2 separate regions of the Capsicum annuum genome follow, and region 2 is linked to region 1. A link is a contact called in public Hi-C data. All regions are on one chromosome and are shown on one strand. The core of a region is the stretch at or near the end of the contact, and the rest is flanking DNA. Distances in the headings are between cores, read along the strand shown.

Evidence for each region. Hi-C and Micro-C count contacts between places; a contact is called where the count stands out from the background.
Region 2: a contact with region 1 is called in a Hi-C map of leaf, with 2.0 times the contacts expected there. The contact joins the promoter of LOC107857258 here to the enhancer-like site in region 1. A contact is called at or near these places in 2 of 5 Hi-C or Micro-C datasets (leaf and placenta).

What each region holds. Positions count from the first base shown.
Region 1 is chr1:221,080,905-221,084,641 of UCD10Xv1.1, reverse strand. It overlaps LOC107854966 (copper methylamine oxidase), which reads right to left. Exons shown (of 12, transcript XM_047409026.1): 12 at 3,002-3,364. The coding sequence ends at 3,227. It also overlaps the pseudogene LOC124898821. Among protein-coding and RNA genes, the nearest start is that of LOC107854966, 18 kb to the right of the region's middle. Within about 2 kb of position 1,966, at least 4 of the 5 cell types and tissues checked have an H3K27ac peak or open chromatin away from gene starts, as enhancers often do. A contact at or near this core is called in leaf, where this site is marked.
Region 2 is chr1:221,674,840-221,678,576 of UCD10Xv1.1, reverse strand. It overlaps LOC107857258 (AT-hook motif nuclear-localized protein 8-like), which reads left to right and starts at 1,709. Exons shown (of 5, transcript XM_047409055.1): 1 at 1,709-2,395; 2 at 3,234-3,283. The coding sequence starts at 2,317.

The sequences.
Region 1 (3,737 bases), core at 717-3,216:
GTTTTCAAATTCTGATATAAGCAAACTACCAGTTCATTTCCCACTCTAACACCACCACCACCACCACCACCCTAGGCCCAACTGACACCTGATGCATGGATCGGGAGCCCAAAACGGGGATGGATCTGGCTCTGATACTAGAGTCAAGAATGGACCTTGGGCCTAACTCAACCCCAAAAACTAGTTCAAGAGGTGAGGATTACCCAAGTCATATAAGCAAACTACAAGTTCATTCTCCAACCAATGTGGGACTTTTACCCACTCTAACAGCTTCAGCTCAATTGCCATTGACAGCCATTGGAGGTGAGCTTGAGCTGAGAAAAGAAGATAATAGAAAGAACCTTATTGGTTAAGGAAAAATGAATATGATAACTGCATTGTGCTCATCACAGTACATTTATACTACTCTGATCCAGTTGTCATCTAATCAAATTTTTTGTAACTAACTTGTACACGCGGCTAACTACGTACGTACACTATTCATTAAACAATTATATCTACTGCATAGCTAAAATATCTAAGCTGGTCAACCCTAACTCATAGTCATGTTATGCCTATTTCATCGCTTCTCAGTTCATTAATAGTTGTAATCTGTTGGTGGTGATTTGTCCTATTAAATCTCCCTCTTCCCAATTCCTCAAATTTTTCTTGATTTTATAAATCTAAAGTTGTTACATTTATGGTGATTTAGATATGTAATACATATGCCAGACAACCTACCTTTGGATAGAGCAGCACCACTATTAGGAGCTGGGATTACAGTGTACACTCCTATGAAAGATAGCTACTTGTTAGAAACATCAGGGAAGAGAATAGGTGTGGCTGGTTTAGGAGGTTTGGGCCATCTGGCTATAAAGTTTGGCAAAGCGTATGGGCACCATGTAACTATGCTTAGCACCTCTCCATCCAAAGAGAAAGATGCAAAGGAGCTATAAGGTGCAGATGATTTTGTTTTAACCTCCAATGAGGACGAAATGAAGGTAATTAGTGTCTCTTCTCTTTCTTAAAATTTCATAGTTTCATATAATTAAATCTCGTATATGAAGATCATGTATAAACCTGATATGCATGATTGATAGTAACTTTTTCTCAAGTTACAGGGAAAAAAAGACCATCTTTGAAAAAGAGTTCCTACTCTATCCTTTTCAATTTAGTTATGTGATGGTGTTTTACTATATAACAAAGTTTAAGAAATAAAACTTTTAAAACTTATGATCATAAAAGCATCATTATGACGTCATTCTTATTACTATAAAAAATGTCATTAAAGGTTAATTGTAAGTCAAACTATTCCAAATATGAAAACTTGTAATTTGTTTTTTGGGAAAAAAGTTAAAAAGAAAGTAGTCACATAAAATGTTTTACATAAAGTTAAAGAAAAAAGATAGAATAATTTAGATTTTACATGAAATAAATGATGAATGAGTTGCATGATATCATTCTGGAGGCTAGTACTGAATTAGAGATTAATTGTTTAATAAAATGCCACTTAATAAAATAACATACCAATTGTGGGTGTAAGATTTCTAAAACATAAATAAATAAATACAATACAATACGAAATCTATTTTTAATTTATTATTTTTCAAAACTACATGAAGCTAAGTACTCAATGCTGTCGAGGGTGATACACCTCTCTACCTGATATAAAGGTAAGATCTTCGTACATTTTACTCTCCCCAATTTAATTTTATCGGAATATATTGAATATGTTATTATTATACATGAAGTACTCAATATTGACAATCTACAAAAAGAAACGAGAACAAAAAGAACTAATGTTTTTATTCATAGATGAGGAAGAGAAGCCTCGACTTTATTGTGGACACTGTGTCAACAAAGCACCCCATTGGGCCTTACTTGGAGTTGCTCAAGGTAAACGGAACCCTAGCAAAGGTGGGTGCACCTTCTAAGCCTTTGGACTTTCCGATATTGCCCTTGATATATGGTACGTGTTACACTAATTAACCTTTTACTTATTTATTTACTTCCCCTAATCCTCAATAGTAAGACACGGAGGCCAAGGACTAGCGTAGTGAGTTAGTCAAGTGTTTTCTACTTCTAGTAGTATGATTTAGGTACCACATAGTCTTTTCTCTTTCTTTCCCTCTCTTTTTTTTCTCATCAATGTGTATTAATATCTAAGTTACAGTACTTGTTGTGTGCAATGTTATCTTGTTCTCACTTTTTCTTTCTTACTTTCTTGCTTTTTTTGAGTCGAGAGTCTATTAGAAACAATCCCTTTTTCCCACTAAAGATAAATGTAAGGTCTTTATATATCTTACCCTTCCCAAACCTCACTTGTGGAATTACATTGGGTATTTGATTGTTTTATAGTTTCTTTATTAGCTAATTCAATAATAAAATGTTTTGATGATCAATGTATAGGGAAGAGAACGGTGAAGGGAAGCATCATAGGAAGCATAAAAGAGATTCAAGAATGGACTTCTGTGGAGAACAAGACATTTTGAGTGACATTGAAATTGTATCAACTGATAAAACTAATGAAGCATTTAATAGACTTGAAAAGAATGATGCTAGGTTCCGATTTGTTCTTGACATTACTGGCAAATCAAAACTAGAAAATTAGGGAAAGAGAAAGAACATAAACTATTTTTGTGTTTCTATTTAATTGTAATTCATATTGGTTAAAACTTCCACAAGTAATATAACTTGGGGCATTCCAATTGCAACAATTAGATTGCACCGTTATAATTTATCTGCCTTTGTTTAGATCGTACACAACTAACTACACAACCATATTTGACCCTTTTCCGATTTTATAATGTACCCAATTTGATCCAATCTTTAGCTTTAATCACCTGCGTTGTTCATGATTTCATCTGAGTCTTTTACAGAAAATTAGACTTCAAGTCTGCTATTAAGAAGACATGAAAAAAGTATATGTTTAACGGTCATGTGTCACACAGTATACAAAATAGCCTTGCTTGTGAAGGGGTCATATATAGTACATAGTACAGATGAATGCAAAGACCGATAGTTGCTCCAAGACCGGCTTTTATTAGTTTTTCTTGTGACATTGTTCAAGATTAATACAAAACATGGCTTTCTTTGCTTAAACATGCCATATACTAGACTAGTAATATCCCATGTCCCTGCACCTACTAATTCAATACTCCATCAAAAGAAAAATGAAGTTTTATTTTCTGTATATCCGTTGGTGCAGTAATAAGAGAGGGAGGCTCATGTCATATGAAAAATTCTTTCAAAGCTTAGCCATCAAACCAGTGGGAGTGTGCTTTGCTACACTATTTTCTGTGACATCACTGTCTCTGCTTTCTAAGTCACATCCAAGAGGCGGAGGGACATCAACGGCTGGAGAGCAGTTAAAGAATCCATGTGGCTGCACCAACAAACTGGAAATAAGCAATGCGTAAATCTGGAAAGGCAAGGACAAAGGAACCAAAATTGTATATGCACAGGCCAGCTCAAGTACTGAAGCATAGCATCATGGCTCAAACCGAGCCGATAAAAACCATTAAAGATTTTGTGCATTTTGTAAGAATCCACGTTCTTCATTGTTTAGAGCAACAAATACTAATGCTGAACTTTGTTCTTAGTTCTTACTATGCGATGCATCTATGCTGTTAAGGATGCATCTACACTAGTATTATTCTTGCATATTCTTTCTCCTTTAAGGTAATGTTTTACTCGAGTATTGAGTTCAAACATCAACAAGTACAGGAATTTAATGATAGAACAATATATGGCAACAT
Region 2 (3,737 bases), core at 460-2,959, 590 kb before region 1:
CAATGTTTAGTAAACTTGGATAAGACTTATGGTGTGAAGTCTTTTAATAATTATCTAAATTTGGCAGATTTGACCAAATAGTTTAATTTACAAGATTGAACGTTTAGAAATCACCTATGTGAGGGCGAAGTCAAATCCGCTTTAAGGAGAATGTTAGTAAAGGCCTATTCTTTAAGCTCTCATGAGACCGGAACGTATTCATGACTAAAATGAACAAAATCGTGAGAACCATAAACGGTAAAAGGTTGATTGTGTGACATTTGTTGTCTAGGTGTACATTAAAGCTCAACGGTTCAAAGATATCAAATCTAATGATTGAATGAGTGCATCCAATGCATATTCACTATGAAAAGTTCAAAGGGAAGCCCACTTATCCAGATGCAATCAGTTTTTGCTTGATGATCGCATACTTGTCCGTAAGGTTTTACAAAGAATAGTCATTCTCATTCATGTGGGGGATTGTTGGGTTCAATTGGTGCGAATGGAAAATAGAGGGACACAACTTTTTGAGGAAAAGATACATTATTTTAAAAAAGGAGTGACTGTTCGGATAGTGGTATCTGTTCAGAAAAAAAGACACAATGTTTCGAATGAATAAACATGACTCTTCCAAGGGATACACCTTTTCGGATGAACCATTGCCTCCTTTCGGAAGGGGCACTTTATGGCTATATAAACCTGCATTTTTTCCACAGGTTTAGTATGAAAAATTTCTATATAAGAAAAATATTTTCTTGCTTCTAAAAACTCTGTGTGATCATCTCCCGTTGAGTGAGTTCGAAGAAAACCAGAAAGTTTGAGGTACCGCTACATTCTGGTTGTGAAGTCATTTTATCCTGGGAGGAAAATTCCACAATCTCGGATATTTGAGGGAAATTATTTTTTTAAGGACACTCCGTGAATTCGGAGGACTTGAATTTTCTGCTTTATCTATTTTTCTTTAAGACTGAAAATATACTTCTTTGGAAGATCATTTTGATCTTGTGTTGAAGGTTTTGGATAAGTTTTCTTAATTTTTTCTTGAACTTGTGTTGAAATAGGTTGTGAAAATATAGATTTTGTGTACTCGAAAAACAACAACAATTGTATTTCAAAATCTTTTCCAAGTTCTTTCCACCATACTTGCGAGAATATCTTTGTAAAAAGATATTTTTTAAAAATAATTATATAATTTATGTTATTTGAATGCATCAAATCAAATTACATATAAAAAGATTATTTATATAAATATAACTAGTGCAAATATTATTAATACAAGTATTATTAACATAATATTTTAGGCCAGTGCGCACGGTCCCAAACGACCTCCCAAGATCTTGTACATATTTTCTCAAATGTTGAGATTGAGTACCTGCTAACAAATTGTCATTTAAACTTCTTTATGTGTAAAAGTAACCTTGAGAGAAAATGTGTTTCCGATCAGCTTTCATATTATGTAAGTTTTTCTTTTTCTCTAGTTGCATCAAATTCAATTTGATGAGAAAATTCTATAGAAAAACTATAAATTCTTCCTCAGGTATTTTGTTTTAAATCTTAGTTTTAATTATGGACGGAAATTGCTATTTGTTCAGGTTAATTAGAAAGCTTTGTTTCTCTTTTAGCAGAATGAGGCAAGGATATTTTGGGTACTGTTGAGATGCTGCTTATGGAGATCAAGGTGACCTTCTACTATTTGGGGAAAACATTGACTTATGTTTGAGCTTTTCTGATACAGAATTTATTAACTTTATTACATTAATTCTACTTTTGGATTTTGGTTATCTCTTGCATCACGTGTTAACTCCATTCTTTCAAATTTGACTGTATCCGGGAATTCACTTGTGTTCTCATTGTCGCCTAATCTCTTGTGTATTCAAATTGTTGACACCTGCTTTTTAACGTGTTCTTAATGTTTGGCATAAACCTTAGTAAGATGTCACTATAGTCGTTGATTGGATGCCTCTTTCTTGTTTTCTTTTGTCGTCTTGCTAGTGGGTTGGGGATTAAGGGCGAGAAAAGTCGACCTTTCAATTTGGGTACCATATGTTGATCAAATATGATCCGGTAAATCCTAAATTTTGGATTGCGCTTTGTTAATGCTATGAGTAGGATTATGTCTGTATAAAGAAGTAATCAAAGATTTTCCAATATGGGCTTATTTGAATTCTGTCCTTAGTTAGAAAAAAACCAATTGTATTTGCGAACCAAATAAGCTGCATTTATTACTTTCCCAGTGTGTAATCTAGTCTGGATTGTATTATATAACCCCTCTAAAGACTATATCTCTTCTCCTCGGTAATATCGGCTCGAATCAAAAATATCAAACAACAAAAGAAAATGGGAGTCGATAGCCCATTTCTGCTTGCCCTTGCGGCCTCTTCGTTGCTTCCTAGAAAGGAAAAAGATGAAGCTAATGGTACTGACTAATTAATTTTTTTGGTTCTATTTTTGTTGATTTTGAATTTTTTCTGAGTTTGTTTCACACAAGTCTCGTGTTTTCAAAATCTGTAGACTTTACAAAACCTCTATGAATGAAAGAAAAGGATTATGGAGAATGGTTCTCTCTTTCTTTCTTTCTAGATTTCTAGAGATATAATCCTTTTTCTTAACCCGTGGAACTTGTACTTTCTCCCATCCCCTTAATCTACGCAAAAGGAAAAAGGAAGAAAATCTCTCCTCCCCCATCTCGATGAAAAATAAAATAAAATAGAAGTTGAATAGAAAGAAAGCTGAATGTACAAATGTTGCGCAATCTATGACCTCTTAAAATTTCTATTGCTCAAAGTATCTGGGGTTTGATTCGGGGCAATGGTGAGATTGATGAGTATGTCACGCATCGTATTGGGGCAGGGTGGTTGAAATGGAGGCTCGCTTCGGGAGTTTTATGTGATAAGAAGGTGCTTCTGAGGTGGTGGTATGGTCTGCGTACACTTTACCCTCCCAAGACCCCACTATGTGGGAATATAGTGGGTATGTTGTCGTTATTGTTGTTGTAAAGTATTTCTTGTAAGGTCAGGTTAAATGTGCCTGTGCGTAAAGAATAGAGAGGATTATGTGTTACGGATCTCAAAACTCTCAACTTACCATACCCTTTTGCGTTGTTTGCATATTTTACGTTGATGCTCTTGACACATATGGCATAATCAGTGCTCCTGTCATTTCAACATTTACGGTGTGCATGTAATAACGCATTCATCGGATACACGGTATATAAGTTTGGAAAATTAACATTCATATTACATTTATTTGTGCAGAAAAAAAGCGTGAAGCACATTGGGATATGTTGTTTATCAGGCGAGGACAGGTCTGATTTTTGTACTTCTCCGGTGTTTATATTCTTTTGCACTTGAAAATTACTCTAGTTCTTTCTGCTATTTTCTTCTCTAACATTAGTATTTATCTATATGCTTTTGTTTGGTGCCTCCGTGATTTCCTAATTGTCCTTCCGTGTAATGTATTTCCGATTCCATTCAAGTTTGCTTCTGGATCCTAGATTTAGTCTGCTTCATTACATTCATAATGACGATATGTCATTCCTTTGTGGATGGATACTTTTGTAGTTCTGGGTGGTAAATTAAACAAAGAGCTGAATCATGACAACTTTGAGTGGACAGTGGATGGAGACTAAAGTCATAAGTTCTATGTTCATCATCTTCTAAGGAGATGCCTTTTGATTTTCATTTGTTCAAATCATTCTTTGCTGTTGATAGTTTTTTGTCATTAACAAAACTTAAGCCAAACTTTCCAGATCTTGAAAC